Regions from separate parts of the Sus scrofa genome. Here region 2 is linked to region 1. Evidence: chromatin contacts called from public Hi-C data. All regions are on one chromosome and are shown on one strand. Each heading gives the region's core, a stretch centred on a gene start, on an enhancer-like site or on the middle of the called end of the contact. The rest is flanking DNA. Distances are from core to core; before and after follow the strand shown. Region 1 overlaps TMCC1 (transmembrane and coiled-coil domain family 1). Region 2 overlaps TMCC1 (transmembrane and coiled-coil domain family 1).

Region 1 (6,546 bases), core at 1,419-3,918:
CATTTGTGCATCTTTTGAGAAATGTCTATTCAGGTCCTTTGCCCATTTTTAAATTGGGTTTTCTCTCTAATATTTAGTTACAATAGTGCTTTACATAATCAGGTACAAGTCCCTTTTTTTTTTTTAGGGCCATACTCGCAGCATATGGAGCTTCCCAGGCTAGGGGTGGAATTGGAGCCATAGTCATTGACCTGTGCCATAACCACAGCAATGTCAGATCCAAGCCGTGTCTGCAACTTACACCACAGCTCACGGCAATGCCGAATCCTTAACCCACTGAGCAAGGCCAGGGATTGAACCTGAGTTTTCATGGCTACTAGTCAGGTTTGTTAGTGCTGAGCCACAACAGGAACTCCAGCTCTTACATTTAGATCCTTGATCTATCTAGTCAATTTTTGCATATGGTGTGAGGAGGAATTCAACTTCACTCTTTGGCATGTTGATACCCACCTATACCATTACACTCTTTTTTTTTTTTTTTGTCTTTTTAGGGCCACACCATGGCATATGGAGGTTCTCAGGTTAGGGGTCGAATTGGAGCTGTAGCCGCCATTCTGCTCCAGAGCCACAGCAATGAGAGATCCGAGCCGCACCTACCACCTACACCACAGCTCTTGGCAATGCCGGATTCTTAACCCACTGAGTGAGGCCAGGAATTGAACCTGTGTCCTCATGGATGCTAGTTGGGTTCATTATCCCCTGAGTCACGACAGGAACTCCATCATTACATTCTTTTTGGAAAGACTATTGAGTTGTCTTGGCAAGGGAAATGATTCTTAAACATTGCTTTAAAAGGAGAGATGTCAGTGACAAATGAAAGTGTTCTAATCTGGCTTCTAGGTAAGTTATGTTTAGATCAGAGAGTCCTTTGCTCATGGCAGGCAATTGGAAACCATTCCTCTTCTGCTAAGGAGGAATTACAATATCAAATTGGAAAATGAAGTTGTAGTGTTAGAAGTCTGTCAAGAAATGACCTGGTGATCTAGTGGTTAAGGATCTGGTGTTATCCCTGCTGTGGAGAGTGTCACTGATATGGCGAGAGTTCTATCCCTGGCCCAGGAATGTCTGCATGCTGCAGGTACAGCCAAAACCAAACCAAACAAAACAAATGATCTGATGGCCATGATTTTTTTTATCATGGAAAGAATGTTAAGGAAGAGTCAGGATTCCTTGGTTCTAATCTTGACATACACTATGTATGTGACTTTGAATAAGTCAACCTTCAGAATAGTAGCTGACATTTAGGCCCCACCATATTCAGAACCATGTGCAAGCTTCAACCTCCTTTTTTTGTAAAATGGAGATTTCTGTCAAATTAATTACCTCAAGCACTTCTGTAAAGAGCCATGTACATAAAAGGGATTATTCTTAAAATTTGGTTTTATTCATGTAGTAGTAGAGTGGCAGCAGCAGCATCTGAAAATATGTGTGTCTGTCCTCAAAACAATTCTGAAAGATGTGCTGTATCCTTACTTTGATTATGAAGAAACTGATGTTCAGTGGTTTTGAAAGTTGTACAAGAGTTCCTGTCGTGGCTTAGTGGTAATGAATCTGACTAGGATCCATGATGATGAGATTCAATCCCTGGCCCTGCTCTGTGGGTTAAGGATCTGGCATTGCTGTGAGTTGTGGTGTGGCTCACAGATGCTGCTCGGATCCTTTGTTGCTGTGGCTGCGGCTGTGGCCAGCAGGTACAGATTTGACCCCTAGCCTGGGAACCTCCACATGCCATGGGTGTGGCCCTAAAAAGACAGAAAGGAAGGAAGGCAGGCAGGCAGAAAATTGTGCAGTTAGTAATCCATAGAGTAGTGATTCTGATCCAGTTCTGCATGATTTCTTTATACCACCTTGACTTTGGCTGGAAAGATAGTAGATCCTGGTGGGTGGAGTAGGAGGAGGGAATATGGTAGCACCAATGAAATTTAATTTATTAGACACCAAAGCTTAAGCTGTAATTCTGAAGGGGTGATTAGTCCTGAGATTGGTGATCTCAGAGGTGAGGTGGGACAGTACCATCTGAGATTGGTGATCTCAGAGGTGAGGTGGGACAGTACCATATGTTTATAGGTCAAAAGTATATCCCATTAGCTTAACTTATACATACCAGAAGAGCTAAATGTTATGAAGCATGGTCATATAATAGTTTATCCATGTATCTGCTGGAATCTTAAGAGATTTTTCTTCAAGAGACAAAGGAAAGACAGAACACCAGAGAGGTAAAGAAGTCTGGAAAGCAGAGGTAAGTGCAAGAGGCCAAAATTGTACAGTAGCTTGTGAAGATGGGTGAACATTGCATTGAATCATGAGGAGGTGACTTCTTAGAATTAATTCTCATACTCATGGCCTTTGAGGACCCTTCTCACCCGACCAGCAAAGTGCTTATAGTTAATTCCAAATGCTGTGGAACTAAGCAGATCTTGAGTGCTTCAAAGCTCTGCTCTTTCAGCTCCTTCCCGGGGTTGAATTGAAAACTACTATTTGGAAATACAAGACTAATAGACCAGGAAAAGAGTAAAAGAAAAGAGCAGAATGGTTTTTTTCCTTGGTTGATCCTCTGCCATTATCTTTGTGATGACAGGTACAAAGTTCAAGCTTTAGTTGTTATCCTGCTGCTGCTACTAAATTAATAAGCAGTGGACATGCTTCTCTTTGCTGGAGTTTAGCTATTGGCGATGTTGTCAGCTGGCACAGGGGAAACAAAGAACTTTGAACTCCAATTCTGATTTGCAGACTTTCAGTTTCTGTGTAGAAATCCATAGCGGTTGGTGTTTATGAAAATAGATCTGTGAGGAAATATGAAGACAAAAAGCATATAATTGGGTCTGTGCTTTATGTGATGAAGCACTGGAAAATGAAGTAAGAGTCTCAGGTCACAAAGGCCTGAACCATTTTCATTTATAATACCATGCTTCTTAGAAATGGCAGAAGTGGGATTCAGAAGAAAAGTTGAGAGACATTTGAGATAAAGGTGATGGCTCTGTTCTAATTTTGTATGTTCACGTGTATTTAATAAATGATGGGGAGTAGGAAAAGAGGAAACCAGAGGTTTAATTCCTAGATCTAGTTGACCTCTCTCCTATTTAGTATTTCAGAGCAGGGAATCTGAAATTAGACTGCCTAGGTTTCCAGCGTCTTTCTTCCTTTCACTGTCTTATGCAACAAGGTGGTGCCAGACTTCTTATCCCTTGTGAACACAGGGCATCGAATCTTTTTGGTGTGAAGGCAAACTAGAATTGGGAAAAAATTTTTATTAGGCTGTTACTACATGGAGATTATAAGCTTATTGACAGACTACTTAGCATTGAGCTCAACCTTGTGTGTACTTTGTTTTCAGTAAAAAAACCCAGATTAGGAAGTTCCCATTGTGGCTCAATGCTAACAAACCCAACTAGTATTCATGAGGTTGTGGGTTTGATCGCTGGCCCCCACTCAGTGGGTTAAGGATCCAGTGGTGTGGTGAGCTGTGGTGTAGGTCCCAGACACAGCTCAGATCCTGCATTGCTGTGACTGTGGCATAGGCCAGCAGCTACAGCTCCAATTCAACCCCTAGCCTGGGAACCTCCATATGCTGCAGGTGTGGCCTTAAAAAGCAAAAACAAAACAAAACAGAAACAACAAAAAACAAAAAAAAAACAAAACAGATTAGATCCTTGATATTTAATAATAATATGCTAATGGATATGCTACCTATTTGTCCCTCAGACATTCCTAGCCCTCTTCCAGTATCAAGTGAGATTAGCAAAAACTGCAGGCCTCAACTGTGTTGTTTTAGCTCTTAAAGAAATGCATTCATTCATCTTTGGTTTTATTTATTTATTTATTTATTGCTGTTTCTTGGGCCGCTCCTGTGGCATGTGGAGGTTCCCAGTCTAGGGTTTGAATCAGAGCTGTAGCCACCAGCCTACGCCAGAGCCACAGCAACTCAGGATCTGAGCCGTGTCTGCGACCTATTCCACAGCTCACGGCAATGCTGGATCGTTACCCACTGAGCAAGGGCAGGGATCAAACCTGCAACATCATGGTTCCTAGTTGGATTCGTTAACCACTGCGTCACGACGGGAACTCCGCATCTTTGGTTTTATAATAAGCCCTTGACTTTTGTTATATTTGGATATAATACGCACCTACAAATAATGTTTTCCTATCTTTTGTATTAATCATTGTAAAAGATTTCAGTTATTAGTACATTTTTCTTATATAAAAATCCACATGCAAAATTCTCCGATTAAATATGCTGATAACTTCTTGAGCATTTTTTTTTAAACAGCTAACAAAAAAGTATAACATATTTCCATTTTTGCTTTGGTTGCCAGAAAATTCAAAAGTATTCTTTAAAAAGTTTTTTTTTTATTAAAGTATAGTTGATTTACAGTATTGTGTCAGTTTCTGCTGTACAGCAAAGTGACCCAGTCATTCATATATATACAGAAATTCTAAAGTACTCAATTGCAGTGACTAGCCTTAGTTTGTGTTTCTAATTCAGTTACCTGTTTCATGTATCCCAATATATCTTTTGTTCTTTAATTATAACTTTCATTGTTTATTAAAAATGTATAAATTTTATAAAACATATCAAGTTCTTTTTTTGGAAATAAGGTAGATTATGAATTAGTAACTGGTATTACAGCAGAATTATGTAATAACATATAGAAATCCTTTCCAGGCCTCAGTTTCCTAGTTATTATAGCACCTGATCAGAAATGTTTCTTTTGAAACAGTAGTATAATATTATAACTGAGGAGCCAAATGTGGAAGTTAAAAACACTTTCTTTAGAGAAACAAATACAGTTCTGGATTTTTGTTTGATTGTTTTCTTACCCTAAGACATATGATTATGACCAGTGTTTTTTAGCTGTGGCTTTGTTAGACTCTTGGTGATAGTGAAACTGTTGTGAGTAGTCCATATGTCCTATATGTATTTTATTAAAACTATAATCTCTATCATCTGTAGGTTTGTATACTTTTTAACCTTTCAGTATGACTAGATATTAGATGATGTTATTGAATTAGCAAATTTGGTAGGCATTACAGTGATATTTTATTTAGGAGAATGGCCTTAAATTTTGGAGATATATGCTGAAGTATTTTGGTATAGAGTATCATATGTAATTTACTCTAAGTGACTTAGCTGTGTGTCTGTGTGTGTGCGCACGTGTGCACGCGCACGTGTGGGTTTAAAGTAAAAGGTTAGTAGTTGTTGAGTCCAGGTGTTGGATATATGGGTTCCTTGTAACATTCTTTCTACGTTTTCTCTATATTTGAAAATTTTTATAATTAAAAGTAAAAAGCAGAAAGTGTGCTAAGACTTGAAAATAGTCAGTACTTGGTCCAACCTTAACTTTTTAAAGGAGGAGACATTTCATCAGAATGATTCAACTTCATAGACTTGTTTTTGCCTAAGATTACACTGGTAGCATAAGCAGATAAGTAACCTAAGTATTAGACAGCTGTGTGCTAAAATTACTGCTGTCATCTTTTCTATCTTAAATGACTCTCCACATTCTGGCAGGCTACCTAGGGGAAATAGCTATGTTCTGCCAGTCTATATAGATGCAGAGGAGTCAGTAGAATTGATAGTTTGAGATTCATGCTGGTACAAAATGAACGCAATGATCCTGGAGTATGTTACCTCCCACTTTCTTGTAAGAGATTTGTAGCCTTGATCCAGATGACCTGGAAGACTTCTGGGTTATTAACAAGGTTGGAAAGAGAGATTCCCTACTCTTCTCCGTACCAAGTCATATGAAAACCAGCAGAAGACGGTGTATAATGAGTTAAATCCCCATTTCTGCTTTCACCATAGTATGCCGCTTGAGGTCTACAGACAAGAGCAAGTCTTTTGGTCCTACTCAATATATCCCACCCAGAATTTCTTTTCTTTCTTTTAGGGCTGCACCTACAGTAAATGGAGGTTCCCAGGCTAGGGGTCCAATCAGAGCTGTAGCCACTGGCCTACACCAGATCCATAGTAACATGAGATCTGAGCTGCGTCTGTGACCTACACCACAGCTCACGGCAACGCCGGATCCTTAACCCACTGATTGAGGCCAGGGATTGAACCCACGTCTTCATGGATGCTAGTCAGGTTCGTTAACCTCTGAGCCATAACAGGAACTCCACCACCCATAATTTTTAAGAGCATTAGTTCCCACCTCTGAGTAGAATCATTGCCAGGCTATATGTGCCAAATAACCTGCTGTACTATATTGCGGCGGGTGATGTAGGGGAAAGGAGAGGGCTCATAGACAGCTACAGCTCTCCTTAGAATCTTGACTCATGAGATCCTTTCCTAGGATATACCAGAAATGAGGCTGCTCGTCAGCTTTCTCACACATGCTAACATTCACTCACTCCCTCATGTGCTTACTTTTAAAATGTACTTGAACCTTCCTAACTACTGGTTCTCTTAACCTTCTTAAATACAGATTTTTGTTGTATGTATGTTTAGCTAACGCATTTTCAGAATATTATTCTTTCATTAGACATTTAAGTGTTCACAATGAAACTAGTGTATATGTTCTTAAAAGTTATTTTCTTTTTGCTTTT
Region 2 (6,546 bases), core at 2,898-5,397, 76 kb before region 1:
ATTACAGTTTTAAGTAGCGAGAGTATGTGAGTCAATAAAACAGACAAAAATACTCACCCTTGTGAGGTTTAAGAGGAGGTAAAAAACCATGTAAATAAAATGCACAATGTGATAGTTGTGGAAGGAGAAAAAGAATTCTAGGGCAAGAAATATTAAGCAGAGTGGTTAGAGAAAATCTCACTGATACATGAGCAAAGACCTGAAGGATATGAGGGAACAAACCAAACCACTTAAGGGATATCTGCGGATAGAACAGACCAGGCAGAGGGAAAAGCAAGGGGAAAGGTCCCAAAGGCCTGTACTGTAAAGGAAATGTTACTGAAATTTGGATTTTTTTGGCATTGTTAAGGAGAGAGAATGATAATGCACTTCAAGGCCGTAAGTCACAGGCTTCTGTCCACATGTGCCAGATGGGTGAACAGTTCTTACTAATGAGAATTTGATCTAAGCGTATTATTTAAACTTACGTTGTGTGGTTTAAGTGTTAGTGATTTTCATCTTATTAAGAAACAAAACTTGGAGTTTCCGTTACCAGACATTGGAAACAAATCCAACTATTATCCATGAAGATGCAGGTTTGACCCCTGGCCTGGACCAGTAGGTCGGGGATTTGGCATTGCCTTGAGCTGTGGTGTAGGTCGAAGACTCTGCTCGGATCCTGCGTTGCTGTGGCTGTGGCATAGGCCGGCAGCTACAGTTCCAGTTTGACCCCTAGCCTGGGAACCTCCATATGCCATGCATGTGGCCCTAAAAAAAAAAAAAAAAAAGAAAAATCTACTGAGTAAATTTAAAGGTCCTACTGGCTTTATTCAGTGATTCATGAATTAGGCAGCATATGGTCTAGCAAATAGACAGGAACTCTTAAAAGCTATACAAGATGAAAGATTTTGATAGAAGGGAGCAGGAACAAGGTAATACTAGGCAAAAAACTTAATGTTTATTTCTAGGTTACTTTCCCTATAGAGGTTGGCAGGGGTTACCTAACTGATGCTAATTGGCCCATTTCTGATTGACTGGTTTGAATCCATTTCTGAGATAGGCAAAACTGTAATTTATTTAACTCCCACTTTGATGATGTGAGGATTAGCATTAGCGACTCCATTGGGGGCCTATTGTCTTGTTTTTAACAAACTCAAGTGCTTATATATAGATTTTAGAGTAGTCATGTCAATTTACCTATTCTAAGGTATAGTTTCTTTTTTTTTCTTTTTTCTTTTTTTTTGTATTTTTGCCTTTTCACCTTTTCTAGGGCCACTTCCTGCAGCATATGGAGGTTCCCAGGCTAGGGATCTAATCGGAATTGTGGACACCAGCCTACACCAGAGCCACAGCAACATGGGATCCGAGCTGCGTCTGCAACCTACACCACAGCTCACGGCAACGCCAGATCCTTAACCCTCTGAGCAAGGCCAGGGATCGAACCCGAAACCTCATGGTTCCTAGTCGTATTTGTTAACCGCTGCGCCACGACGGGAACTCCAACTAAGGTACAGTTTCAAGTCACCCTTTCTTCCAAAGTGTATTTGTCCTCTCTCTCACATTTTATTTGTGTATATATATGAATACAAACAAATATTTATACTGTTCATACAAATTTCCAAATATATAAATTAAAATAATCTTTTTATTAAATGGGACATTTCTTTATAACAAGTGCTTTTTATCCCAGCAATAACTATTCTTTAAGTACCATATTAGCACTTTGAGAGAGATAAGAACTGTATATAAATCATCTTATAACCTTATTTGGAAAGACCTTACAGTCTTGTTGGGATGGCAAGATTTACATAAGTGGCAATTGAAGAGGTAGTATGGGGAGTTCCCTGGTGGCTCAGCAGGTTAAAGATATGGTGTTGCCACTGCCGTGGCTCTGGTCTCTACTCTGGTGCAGGTTCCTTTACTGGCCCTGAAACTTTTGCATGCTGCAGATGCAGCCTAAAAATAAAATTAAAAAAAAGAAGCAGTGTGATGTGGTATAATCAACCTCAGAAGTCAAGAGCCTGTAGTTTTAGATTCTGAGGATGTCTTATTTCTGTCATTTAATATCAGTGTTACCTTAAACAAATTGTCTAGGTTTCATTTCCTTCATTTTCAAGATGAAGTCATTGTACTAAATAGTATTTAATATTACTTCTCATTTGAAAATTTGGAGCAGGACAAAATGATGACGTGTTTACAGCTGAGGTGGTTGATGCAGTCACTCTAGAGGGCTAAGACGATCAATATCTATAGCATTTTATAACTCTTTCTTAGCATTTAAAAGCTTTGATAGAGAACACTGTATAATCAGCTGTTACTGAAATTAAGGACACTAGAAGTTTAGAAAAGGGAAAGCTAAGTATAGGGTCAAGTGTTGACAGAAGCTTTACAGAGAATGTTCTCCTTGGAGGATGTTTTAGGGTATAGATCTTCTCTGTTGTAAGACAGCCCAATACATGCAGATTTCAATTTTCAGAATAGCTGAGATGAGCTTTAAAAAGAATAAAGAAAAAAACCCCAATTGTGAACCTTTCAAGTCTAGGACCATGTGTTAGTTACATTTATTTATATCTCACAAGGAACCTTAGGGCCTAACCACTATGAGGACTAGTAAGACATTTAAGGAAGTAATGAGAGATAAGATTGGAAGAGTGCATGATTATATGTAGCTGATTTTAAAGTTTTTAGTTTAGGGTAGAGGTTTTTGATTTATCATTAAGAATATGACACTAGGAGTTCCTGTCATGGCTTATCAGAAACAAATCTGACTAGTATCCATGAGGATGCAGGTTCGATCCCTGCCCGTGCTCAGTGGGTTGAGGATCCAGTGTTGCCGTGAGCTGTGGTGTAGATTGAAAACATGGCTCAGATCTGGCATTGCTGTGGCTATGGTGTAGACCAGTGGCTCTAGCTCTGAATCGACCCCTAGCCTGGGAACCTCCATATGCCTCAGGTATGGCCCTAAAAAGACCCCCCCCAAAAAAAAAGATGACACTAAATTTTGATGATGTGGTTTGATATAGGGACCTCCTATTACAGATTTTAATTTATTTATTTTATTTAATTTTTTTTTCCTTTTTTTGGCTGCCCTCCGCAGCAGTGCCAGATCCTTAACCCTTAACCCACTGTGCCAGGCCAGGGATCAAACCTGCGTCCCAGTGCTCCTAAAATGTCGCCAATCCCATTGCATCACAGCGGGAACTCCTCATTATAGATTTTTAAAACAGGGATTGTGTGTTGAAAATACAGTTGAATTTTTACATAGTTATATTCTTTTTTTTTTTTTTTCTTTTTAGGGCCACAGCTGTGGCATACGGAGGTTCCCAGGCTAGGGGTCAAGTCGGAGCTGTAGGTGTGGGCCTACATCACAGCCATAGCAACGCCAGATCTGAGCCGTGTCTGCGACCTATACCACACCTCATGGCAATAACCCACTGAATGAGGCCAGGAATTGAACCCGTGTCCTCATGGATGGTAGTCAGATTCTTTTCCAACGAGCCATGAACAGGAAGTCCCACATAGTTATATTCAAGGTAGAATAAAATAGGAAAAAAATAGCTGTTGTATCAGGGAGTTCAGCTCAGAAGTTACTGTCATGTAGTGTTAGGACCTGCCAACTTCTAAGACAACATTTAGTTGTGAAGGAATACTTTGAGTTTAATGAACCTGATTCTCTGTTTAAAAGTTAATATCACTTCAGAGCTCACACTATCATTTTCCTCTTATAGATGAATTTAGAAAAAGTAGTATACCTTTACTAGGCTGCAGTTAGGGTAATTTTGTGGGTTGCTCTCTGTTTGGAGAGGGAATTTTTTTTTTTTTTTCTGTAATGCCTAGCTAAATCTGAAAATTAGAGAAGAGGAAAGGGTGGGGTCAGGCAGGTGGAATAGAAGGGGCAGGTGGGATAACTCTTCCTGGGGTAGTTTCCACTTTTTGGTGGCTAAGGGGCCAAAATATTGGGATGTATTCGCACTGAATAGCTGAACTACCCTTGGTACTATGATGGTTTCCAGCTCTGTAAATTCCAGGTAGTGAAACTAGATAGCTGTGGGCATGGCGCAAGGAAAGGCACAACTTGTCTGTCACCTTTCTCCTGTATTGGAGGTCCCATGCAGCCCTGTCCCAGCTGCTTTCTCTGCCTCGAGACTGGCACCTCAGGAGCAGCAGGAGCTTCAGACTTCTGTCCCCATTGGCCCATATCTCCACAGAGTGGAATCAGGGCTGTGCAGGCCCAGAAGGACTTTGTAGCTGAGACCAACACTGGAAAAGGCACATAGAGCTCAGCACTTGCTGATCTCTGGAGTTCATCTTTGAAGTAGCTCTCAAAACCCCATTCTTTCTCTTTCTTAATTCAGTAACACATAATTCTTAAGAGTTTAGATTACCCCAAGTTTATAAATAAGGAACTCTACCCTCTGTAGTAAATTACAGCAGGATAGCATTCTTCTCTGTTCGAATGAGAGAGAGACTTATAAGATTGAATTAATTGGACTTTTAGCAAAACCAGAAAGCCTAGGTGTAGCAGTCTCCCAAGGGGGAAAAAAGTGACTTGAAGGATAATTCTTGTTGCTGACCACAAGATGGTGCCCCAAGGCCAGGCTCAGTAGGTGAAAGTGAGGGGATGACTGCTACTAGACAGGCCCTTAATGATAAGGGGGTTATTACCTGAGAAGTAACTAGTATAGGAACTCATAAGGAGATGGGATGGTTGAGTAGTGACTATCATGTCGTAGTAATAGGTGCTTTTAAAAATACTGAGCTGAATTGATAACTCTGGGAATGGAACAGACAGTGGAAGAGTAGGTAGGATTTAATGACAATGTTAGAATTAAAAATAATTAAAGATAAAATTTAAAACCCAAAGATCTGCTTGGGTGAACTAGTATTGTTTGTTTTCCTAAAAAAGAGTTGAAAATTATATTTTTTAAAATGAAAACCAATCAGGATCTCTCTTATTTGTGTTTTTAGTGTCAGGTAGCTGAAGCTGTCAGGAATATTTTATTCCCTGTCAAGGGCATCATATGAGACTGGAAAAGAAGGAATAAGTGAGAGATGAAGGTGTATTTGGGCTTTTTTAGTTGTTTTGTAGTAAAGGTATTTATAGAGCAAACCATGGTTGCCAAAGCAAGTGATTTTTAGGTTTATTGATCCTAGCTCAAAGGTCCAGAATGTGTATGTTTCCTTTAATACAGTTGAAGGTATAGATGGGGTGTTCTTGACCTTGGTGAGTTTGTTATGCACAGTTACCATCAGAGACTGCCTCTTTAAGTTTTGTTTTGTTTTTTAAATATGACTTGTATTGCCTCTGTTCCAAGCAACAGCTTTTATGATGAGGGCTCTCAGCATAATAGAAAGTCAAGTAAACTCTTTAAGTTAAATTTATCCTCCTTTTCCTTTATATTGCAAAAGGTATATAGACTTTAGAGTAATTGGACCGCTAAAGGAATGTAGTATGTGAATTTACTTCTGCTTTCCCCTTTTTATTCATAAGATATTTAAGTACTTTATCAGGAGCCTTGAATCTTAGGAGAGAGGGAGAATTTTAGCACCCAAATTGCACTGCTCTTTTGTTTATCCAGAATGTTGTTACATGGATTTGCCTTGTGATCATTAGCTTCCAAAGACTCATAGTAAATAAAAAGACAAAGGACAGACCAGCAGCATTTATTATAGAAAGTAGGCACTAGAACAGGTTGGTTTTTCTTTAGCAATCATAGTATAGCATTTTGTCTAAAAAAAAATTGGGAACTTTGGCAAGTTAGCACAATATTGGCCTTAGTAGGTATTTGTTAAAAGGTAATTTATTTTGGAGTTCCGTCTCTGGTGCAGTGGGTTAAAAATCTGACTGCATCAGCTCGGGTTGCTGTGGAGGTGTGGGTTCTCTCCCTGATTGGCACAGTGGGTTAAAGGATCTGGTGTTGCTGCAGCTATGGTGTAGGTTGCAGCTGTGACTCAGATTCAGTTCCTGGCCCAGAACTTCCATGTGCTGTGGGTGCGGCCATAAAAAAAATTGGTTTATCTTGATGTTATATCATCGTGACCTGTGATCTTGTCAGTCAGTGGGAACAGACCAGATTTCACTTTTTTTCTTTTCTTTTTTAAAAATTTTACAATTATTTTAATTTTTTCTGTTATAGCTGGTTTACAGTGTTCTGTCGATTTCCTACTGTACAGCAAGGTGACTCAGTTACACACACATGTATACATTCTTTTCACTTTTGAGCTTCAGGGTCAGAACATATATATTGTACATTAATTTTTATTTCTCATTTTATGTACAGACATTTTTTTTTTCTTTTTAATTGGGCCAGACTCAAGGCATATGGAGGTTCCCAGGGTAAAGGCCGAATCGGAGCTGTAGCTGCAGGCCTACACCAGAGCCACAGCAACACAGGATCTGAGCCGCTTCTGAGACCTACACCTCAGCTCACAGCAATGCCAGATCCTTAACCCACTAAGTAAGGCCAGGGATCGAACCTGCAACCTCATGGTTCCTAGTCAGATTTGTTTCCGCTGCACCATGATGGAAAATCCCTGTACAGACTTTGAAAACATCTTTTTTTCCTA

What was found. A called contact is a pair of places that touch in the nucleus more often than the background predicts.
Region 2: a Hi-C map of liver shows a contact between it and region 1, with 5 times the contacts expected there. The contact joins two enhancer-like sites. A contact is called at or near these places in 1 of 47 Hi-C or Micro-C datasets (liver) and 2 of 2 datasets of contacts at active chromatin or transcription factors (alveolar macrophages and skeletal muscle).

Annotation. Positions count from the first base shown.
Region 1 is chr13:69,126,028-69,132,573 of Sscrofa11.1, reverse strand. All of the region lies in intron 1 of TMCC1 (transmembrane and coiled-coil domain family 1), which reads left to right. Among named protein-coding and RNA genes, the nearest start is that of TMCC1, 95 kb to the left of the region's middle. Within about 2 kb of position 2,668, at least 4 of the 83 cell types and tissues checked have an H3K27ac peak or open chromatin away from gene starts, as enhancers often do. A contact at or near this core is called in liver, where this site is marked.
Region 2 is chr13:69,203,237-69,209,782 of Sscrofa11.1, reverse strand. The region is part of intron 1 of TMCC1 (transmembrane and coiled-coil domain family 1); the gene reads left to right. Among named protein-coding and RNA genes, the nearest start is that of TMCC1, 17 kb to the left of the region's middle. Within about 2 kb of position 4,147, at least 8 of the 83 cell types and tissues checked have an H3K27ac peak or open chromatin away from gene starts, as enhancers often do. A contact at or near this core is called in liver, where this site is marked.